Regions from separate parts of the Zea mays genome. Here all the other regions are linked to region 2. Evidence: chromatin contacts called from public Hi-C data. All regions are on one chromosome and are shown on one strand. Each heading gives the region's core, a stretch centred on a gene start, on an enhancer-like site or on the middle of the called end of the contact. The rest is flanking DNA. Distances are from core to core; before and after follow the strand shown. Region 1 holds the start of LOC100280561. Region 2 holds the start of LOC100272783. Region 3 holds the start of LOC103649602 (RNA binding (RRM/RBD/RNP motifs) family protein).

Evidence for each region. A called contact is a pair of places that touch in the nucleus more often than the background predicts.
Region 1: a contact with region 2 is called in a Hi-C map of root tip, with 2.5 times the contacts expected there. The contact joins the promoter of LOC100280561 here to the promoter of LOC100272783 in region 2. A contact is called at or near these places in 3 of 25 Hi-C or Micro-C datasets (endosperm, root tip and tassel).
Region 3: a contact with region 2 is called in a Hi-C map of bundle sheath, with 2.2 times the contacts expected there. The contact joins the promoter of LOC103649602 here to the promoter of LOC100272783 in region 2. A contact is called at or near these places in 5 of 25 Hi-C or Micro-C datasets (bundle sheath, ear, endosperm and 2 more).

What each region holds. Positions count from the first base shown.
Region 1 is chr3:3,602,849-3,605,588 of Zm-B73-REFERENCE-NAM-5.0, reverse strand. LOC100280561 reads right to left here and starts at 1,433. Exons shown (of 1, transcript XM_034059755.2): 1 at 534-1,433. The coding sequence starts at 1,264. The coding sequence ends at 728. It also overlaps the pseudogene LOC103649587.
Region 2 is chr3:3,914,762-3,917,461 of Zm-B73-REFERENCE-NAM-5.0, reverse strand. It overlaps LOC100272783, which reads left to right and starts at 1,305. Exons shown (of 8, transcript NM_001147236.1): 1 at 1,305-1,435; 2 at 1,883-1,960; 3 at 2,050-2,264.
Region 3 is chr3:4,208,119-4,210,896 of Zm-B73-REFERENCE-NAM-5.0, reverse strand. LOC103649602 (RNA binding (RRM/RBD/RNP motifs) family protein) reads right to left here and starts at 1,360. Exons shown (of 11, transcript XM_008675339.4): 1 at 1,092-1,360.

The sequences.
Region 1 (2,740 bases), core at 184-2,683, 310 kb after region 2:
TCAGTGGGTGGACTGGAATGGAATACACAACACACGGATTGAATGGAATGGAATAGCATGTAAAACGGACGGACGTCGGAGGCGAGGCGGCGTCCGCCTGCAGCCTGCCTGAGTGCCCGTCGTGTCCTGCGCACATGCACCAGCGCACGGCATGGCATGGCATGGCATCCAAAGGAGTGCCGAGCAAGCTGGCGGCGGGCGGCGGCGGAACAGAACGCCGCACCCGAACCGTGCATCGGAACGGGACAAACGGGATGAGCGGAGGAGCTAGCTGGGGCGCGGCGGCAGGAGTGCAGGACAGGACACGCACGCACGCGATGCCCCGGGCGATGTGTGTAATGTAGCACAGCTGACAGATCGCTTGCGTGTGCACGTTTCCGTTCAGAACAACGCCCAGACAGCTCAGCTCCGAACAGCAGCATGGAGCAGCACGGTGTCGACGTCACGCGCTCTCGCAAAGATCTCTGTACTGCTCTGCTGTAGTAGCAGCGCAAGCACCGCATGGCGAACCAATACATCTCCATTCTCCAAGGTTGATTAAACTAATATAATAATAATAATGAATTAATGATGGCGATGATGACATGATCCTAGTAGTACGTTACCACCCTACTAGCTAAGGTAGTAGCAGTCTGTCTCTGTTGTAGCTCGCGCGCGCGCGTTGCTGTTCTCCAATCATGCATGCATGGCGGTCAGCATTCCGAGCCAGTACGCCGGCCGCACACTACTACACGGGTGGCGGCAGCGCCTCCGCGGCGGCGGCGGCGGGGTCGGGCTGCTTGGTGGCGGCGGCGGCGGCGGCGGCCGCGGCGGGGCCGACGAGGACGGCGGCGCGGCACATGGGGCAGGTGGAGTGCGCTCGGAGCCAGGCGTCGACGCAGTCGGCGTGGAACGAGTGCGCGCACTTGGGCAGCCGCCGCAGCTTCTCGCCGGCCTCCACCTGCGCGAGGCACACGGGGCAGTCGAGCGCCGCCCCGCCGGCGTGCGCGAACGTGGGCAGCGCGGCGATCGCGGCCGCGCTCATGCCGCGGTCCCCCTCCTCTTCCGCCGCGCCGATCCCGGGCGCGGACGGATGGCTGCCGCGGCCGCGGCCGCGGAGGAGCAGGCGGCGCCGGCTGCTGCAGATGTACCAGATGGCGAGGTAGAGGAGGAACGTGAGGATGCCGATGGCGAAGGAGAGCCCCATGAAGAGCAGCCGCGCGCGGGTGCTGTAGCGCGAGTTGTCCGAGGCGAAGAGCCACGAGTTGGGCGTGCTCATGCTCATTTGCAGGAAGAGCGGCGGGGGTGGTGGTGGTGTTTGCTTTGCTTGGCGGCGGGTGCTAGCTACCCGCGGTGGCCTGGCTGGCCCTCTGCCCTTTTTCTTTCTTTCTCTAGTGAGTGAGCTCTGATGAGGAGGGAGCTTTACTCTTTGCGCTTGCTGTGCTGTTGGGGCAACGGGGCGCCGTGCGGCAATATATATAGGCGGTGGGCCGTGGGCCGTGGTCCGCTCCTCTGTTTCTTGAACCTGGCTGGCGACGGGCAGAGGTGCAGTGGGCGCGCACGGCGTCGCACGTCATCAGCTGCGGAGCTGGGCGGCAGCATCGGGCGCGAGATCGACGGTGATTGGGGAGGGGACGCCCTGTGCTGTGTCGGTTATGTTTTTTGGACCGCGCACGACGAAACCACGGGACCCCGAGCCGGACGCGGGGGTGCGGTGATTGATTACACATGCCACCGGTCATTTCCTTTTTTTGGTTTTCGTCTCTTCACACTTCACACAGACCGAACCCTTTTTTCCCCCTTGTTCGCACTACAATGACTACCTTGGCAATCATCGAGGCCCATCACGATAAGATTGTGATGATGATCACAATTCACAGCGCTAGTTTTTAATCTACGAGTGATCGGTGGCCGTGATGATTATAGGCGCAATATGGTTATGTGAGTGCCTGCGTGGTGTGGGGAAATCCATCTCAGCACTAGCTAGCTAGGTCACCCGTTTCTTTTCTACCAGCCGGCCCACAGAATTGGTAAAGCGCAAAGGCGGGGTGGGGGGAGATTCTGCTGCCACTTCACCTGAAAAAAAGAACAAGAACCTACAACACAAGTGTCAAGTCGGCACTGCGAAGGGTGCATGCATGCATGCATGGACGGGTCGGGCAGAGGCCTGGCCACCACCACCACCACTGGCATGCATACGATACGACGCGTACCTTTCCGTGCCTCTCTGTGAAGCGACTCTGACGGCGAGAAGCGATCGAACAAGCAAGCAGGCAAGCAGCAGGTCCATGGCTACATCCGCCTGCGTTCTTTCTGTTGGAACAAGGGGCGATGTAGGAGATCTGCCCTTCCCATGCTTTTTCCTCCAGGTTCGGAATCGAAAGGCCCTCGCTTTCTTTTAGTTTGCCCTACTAGTAGTTTTAGACTAGAAAAAACAATGGGTGTCCATCCAGAATCCAAGGCCCCCAGTTTCGGAAGCAGCTGCCAGGCACTAGCCCAGTAGTAGTGGGTGAGTCAGTGAGCTGAGGTTTGTTGACGTCTGATTTCCTCTCCACTTTTGTTTGTCGGATGGATCACGAAAAATCTCCACTGCGCAACACAACATTTGGTGCCCATTTTTGACGGCGGCGAGGGTTTAGCCGTTTAGTTACTGGCTGCACAGGCGGCCTACAAACACTGCATCAAAAAAAAAAATCTACAACTACGTAGTACAGTACAATGGATGCTACAAGCCCTTGGGCGTTGGGGACTCCACAGCTGA
Region 2 (2,700 bases), core at 56-2,555:
CTAAGCAGAAATGGCATAATTTTTGAAAAAAAAAATTATTCTCCTTTGCAGGTTATCCATACTATCTTCCATTAGCTTCGCACGTGGACTGTACTGTAAAAGTCAGATTCTCGTCTTTTTATGGTGGAGGCTACGTAACGTTTGATGCAAGTGGTTAAGGTCTTTTTTGCTCAGGATCATGGGTGACGGTCTAGTCTTCGGATTGATAGTCACTAGAGTGTACGTAAGTGTGTGTGATCGTTCTTCTAAAAGTTGTGTGCTTTCATTAACAGAGGCTGGGAGAGGTTGCAAAGACTTGTATTTTCTCGATGTAATGTTTTTGAAATTAATAAAGTCTTCCTTATAAAAAAACTTTAAACATATTCGCTCGTATTTCTTTACCCATTTCAACATCTCCAGTGAACGGGCTTATCGTTTCAACTTTCAAGAAAAGTGTTTTTTTTTAAATAGACATAATAGGACCAATGTAGGCCCTTTTTATGATCTAGGATTTGGAATATTTTCTAAGTTTCTTCTTGGCACAAAAGCCGCCATTTCTAAAGTTGGAGAGAGTTTCATATGATTTTCTAAAGTTTTCTCTATTTTTCTCATGCAGAAGGTAGCCCTATATTTCTTCACTCGAATAGGACTTGTTATAATTTTTCTCTGGTGCTATACTATTTAGCCATCCTAAGAAAAATATGGTTGTTGTCTGTTTCTAAAAAATGGACATAAGCACTTTTTGAGGGTTAAACTCCACTTATACTTGTGATCCAAGATGTTCAATATTTTTGTATGATGTTACTGTTAATCAAGCATCTACTCAATTTTTTAACCCTAGCATAAAAGTTTTTACTATTTCCCCTCGTTTTTAATGGTTTAGCCATTTTTCTATTTAGTGGGCTGAATAGACTGGACCAAAATTATCAATCTATTCAGGTTTGGTTTCTAAAATTATTTAGATTCGATCCTATTTTTAGAACCCGATATTTTAAATAACCAAACCTAATAAACTAAATACCCACTCCTAAAGAATCGGGGATCGGGTACACCATCTCTACGTCCGATGATGAGCCGGTCAAAAGACACCCGTTCAAGAATTTCGACTCGATGCGATTCAAATAATTCTAACTTTGAAAAAAGAAGGTTTCACACAGTCACACCAAACACTGTGAACCCACCCAGAAAGGAACACAGACACAGGGCAGCCCGAGTCACCGGTCTATGCACCCGAGTCCACAACGGTCCCCCACCTCGAACCCACCGATCATCGGCTTCGCCGTCGCTGTAGCCGTCTAAAAATACCTCCCGATCTCCGACGAGTTGTCGAACTATGGCATCTCCCGCGCACCGGGCGCCTCACCGCTTCCGGCGGCCTCTTCGCGCGCCGCTGCCGCCGCCGCCGCCGCGGCTGCCTACTCCCTCTTTATACTCCCGCCGTCCCTCCGCGCACCAGGTGAAGTCCCAGATCTCTCGCCACCTTCTTCCTCCCCACGGCAGAGTTCTCCTCGTGATTGTCGCCTTCCTGGCTTTCATGGAGGTGCTTGCGTGAATGCGGGAAGCTGAGTGATCTCCGATTTTATGCCCTGTTTCACGTGCCAGCAGCATTTTTGCGCGACTTCGCATAGTTCGATTCGATGCCGTTTTATCGGGAAATTCGCTCGGAATGGCCAGTGGTTTTGTACTTTTGTAGCAACGTAGGTACCTGCATGAACATTACTAGGCTTCTGGCGTTGTGCGTGGGGTACGATTTGGGGCCTTCAGCCCTTCACGATATGATGAGTTGATCGGCTGTATATTTTACTTTAACCCAATGTTTGTCCCTATGATTAACTTTTCGTTTTGCCAGACGGGAGTCTGCCGAAGTTCTGTGATTAGTCTCAGTCGCCACTATCTTCTGCAGGTATCCCAATTAAGAACCATCGTGCCAAGACCTTCAAGGAGGCGTCATGCCATTCAAGTTGTCACGGCATTTGATGATGTACTGTGATGCCTCTCCACTTTTAGTAACCATATTTCACTTTGTAGTAGCTTGTATTATGATTTATATTCGACAGTGATTTGGTGCAGGATCCTGGGGATTTCTCGCTGGTGCACGATGACGGGGACGAGCAGTTTGGTGTTCCTCAGTATTCAAGCGAGAGTGAATGGAGCGATGATGATGTCATATTGACGGCATTCACAGATGTTGAGTTACCGATGGCAGTCAAGAGCCGGGCCGAGGGTGCACTAACTATAGCTGCCCATAGGTTCGCCACGATTGACAAAGGGCATAAGAAGAGCAGGTAAGAGTGTTAAGACAATCACCCTTTCCAAACAATCCTAAAATCTAGTGGTTAAGGTGTGTATTTTAGTTTGCCTTCTATTTTCTATATGGGAAAAAAGCGAAAGGGCCTATAGCGTAATGGTTAAGGTTACCGAGTAGCACCTCTAGGGCCTTGGTTCGATCCCCCTCGAGGACAAATTTCTTGCTTGGTTACGTACTGCGCGCCAACCTCCGGCTGGGCCGTTGCAGAATGGGCGGTGACCAAGGTTATTAAAACGATAAAACGTTGGAACGCTCATGAGTGAAATTTTGACTTTTAAACGTTTAAACTTTATTTAAACGTAGTTTTAAACAACATAGGAAAAATACCAATACATCATAATTTCAGACAATAATATGAAGTTAAGTACCAAAACAGAGAGGTTAGTGGCTTACCAAAACTTCACCCATGAGCT
Region 3 (2,778 bases), core at 111-2,610, 290 kb before region 2:
AAACGAGCAATTTCTACTGTGTACCAAAATCAGTACACACAGAACGCTTCTATTTGTTAGCTGGCACCAATAGAATTTTGTTGATCGGACTATTAATGGCAGTACAGCATCAGTTCCTGAGCTCCAGAAGCCTGAACGGAAGATGCACTAGGCTACATCATCATAGTGCACATGGCCACATGGGTACAAACCATAATCCAAATGCGCTAGTTGTGTGTTGTACTTTCCCGCTCACAGAATCTCCTACACAGCACATTAAGTTCCAGAACTTTGTAGGCTGCGTTGACTAAAAAAATGACGCATGCTTATCTACCATCGAGCCCTCAACAAAATCAGGGGTCCACATGCAAATCCTGAACTCTGAGAGGTGCATGCAGCAAAAGTACACCTAAACTGGAGGTCTGAAGCTCTAAAACCTAGTAACGATCTCTTAACCAGACCGTAATGCGAGTTAAGTAATGACAAAAAACAAGTAATCTTACACTCAAATTAAATTACTCTTCAATACCCCCGAGTGGCCGAGTCACAGACTTATCAGATAGTAAAAAGGAATAGCAGTTACCAATCCCACGAAAACCTCTCACTAAAATACCAAAACTCAAGACAACCGAGACATTCTCACTGAGAAGCATCAATTTGCAGACAAAACAAAACAATAGCTGATTAACAACAGACAAGCCTAATAAATTCGCAGATATTGCAGCCAAAGCCGACTCCCGTACTAGCCCTAAATAGTGAAATAAACACCAGAAAAGGGAGTAGCCGCCAAAGCATTCCACCGCCATCAAGTCCGCAGGAGTGATCGCGGCCACGGCCAAGCGGTGGGGTGAAAACTGAAAACCCAAACCTCGCACACAAAAAAATAATCACCAAAACCCCTGCCCGCCACAACAAAGCCCTAGAGGTTATAGCAATCAGCCACCACGCGGTGCTGGAAAACAGCGAGGCCGCCGATGAAACGCACCGAAACACCGTAAAACCGCGGCCAAATGCCCCCCGGAGCCCTACATTGCCAGGACCGGAAAGCCCTAGGCCCTAGCGCGAGGCGAAACGGGGGCGGTTTGCGATCGGAGCGGGTGGAGGGAACTCACGTCCAAGGAAGAGGAGGCGATCGCCGCCGCGGGCAGCCTCAGGATTAGGGTTTCGAGCTCCTGCGTCGTCTACCTCCAGAAACTCCGCCGCTCGGCTCCGGCCCCCCTATCCCCCTCCGCCGCTCCGGCCCCTCTTCACCCAATAAAAACTGAGAGGAGAGAGCCTTGGCGTCCTGGACTTTTTGTTTTTCCCCCCGAGTCGAAGCGAAGTCTTTAATAATTGGCACCACGACTCACCACCCCGGCCGGACCCGCGCTCACGGAGCGAGATACGCGGCCCCCCGCGCTGGCACGCCGACACGTGGGTCTAGGATATGCGTGGGGGCAAGCTCGCGGTGGCTCGGGCTAGTCGGTGCCCGGGCAGGTGCGGTTCGTCAGGTCCTTTCTTGATGCTCTCAGATGATCTGACGCGGCCGCGTACTTTTGGGCGATGCGCATTGCTTCATGCCCTCCTCGCGCGGGCGTGGGGCCCGTCGGCTGGAGGGACCACATGTCGGTCGCGGGGAGGCCGACTGCTCGTACGTACACGCGTGGCCCACAGGGGATGGCCCGTCCTTTCCGGGGCGCATCGCATCCACGTTCGGAAGTGAGAGACCCGCACGCAAGCGGCGTGGATGGGGGTTACTAACCACTGGAAACCGGGGCCGGTTGTGTCAGTGGGAGGGAGGGCTCGGGTGCGTAGACGCAACCGCCAACTGGGGCCAGTGGGCTGGCTTCCATTGAACTATACTGGGGATAGGATAACGCGGTGGGGTGGGGAAAGTGACGGCTCGCGGTCGCAGCCGCGGCGGCACTCTTTGGTGTGGGCCCGGATCGGGGTGTTGGACTCGTAGTCGTAGACTGGAGGGTTTAATACGGGGGCGGGCCCGTGCACAGCGGGATTGATGGGGGAGATTTGCACTCTGATCAGCAGCATACTTTCAGGATGCAGCAGCCTTGCAGAAGGCGTCCTCGTGGTCTCGATCGCACAGCTTGCGTTTGGAACCGGAATAGCAGAGAAGGGCTCTGGCAGCCTGTTCCCATTTATGCTGTGCTTGGCTTTGGCTGCTTCTCTACGATGGCATATCAGTGCAGTAAGGCCCGTTTAGACACAAATTAATTAAATTAATATATTTATATATGTAATGTATTTGTGTATTATTCTAAATTATATGAAAAAAATATACACTATACTTATGCTATCTCTACTACTTATTAAGGCTCTAAGAGTAGTCTGCCATTCCCATGTTCTGCCATTTCCGTGTTCTGCCATTTTCGTCATGAAACCCATTCCCATCTGCACACTCAACACACGCCCTGCACATGTGGGCCCACGTGACAGCCTCTGTCTCTTTTTTCCCGTCGCGGCTAGGCTAAACCCATTCCCATCGTGCAAACCCATCCCACGTGACAGTTATTCCATTCCCATGTTCTGCACACCGCATGCCCTACCATATGGGCACACGTGACAGTTATTTTTTCGTTGCAGCTCCGTGTCCTCTCGCGCAAAAAATGTTAGAAGTAGAGACCGTCAAGTGCACTTAAGCAGAATTACTTTCTCTGAAGCAGCACAGCTTATAAGCCGGTACCACAATTGTTGGCTGGCCAGTATGGTACTAAAATTTGCAAGTCATGGTCACGTGTTATTTGGTGCAGCTTGGTCGGCGTGGGCTATGTTATTTGGTGCGGCCCGTGTCGAATGCCCAGC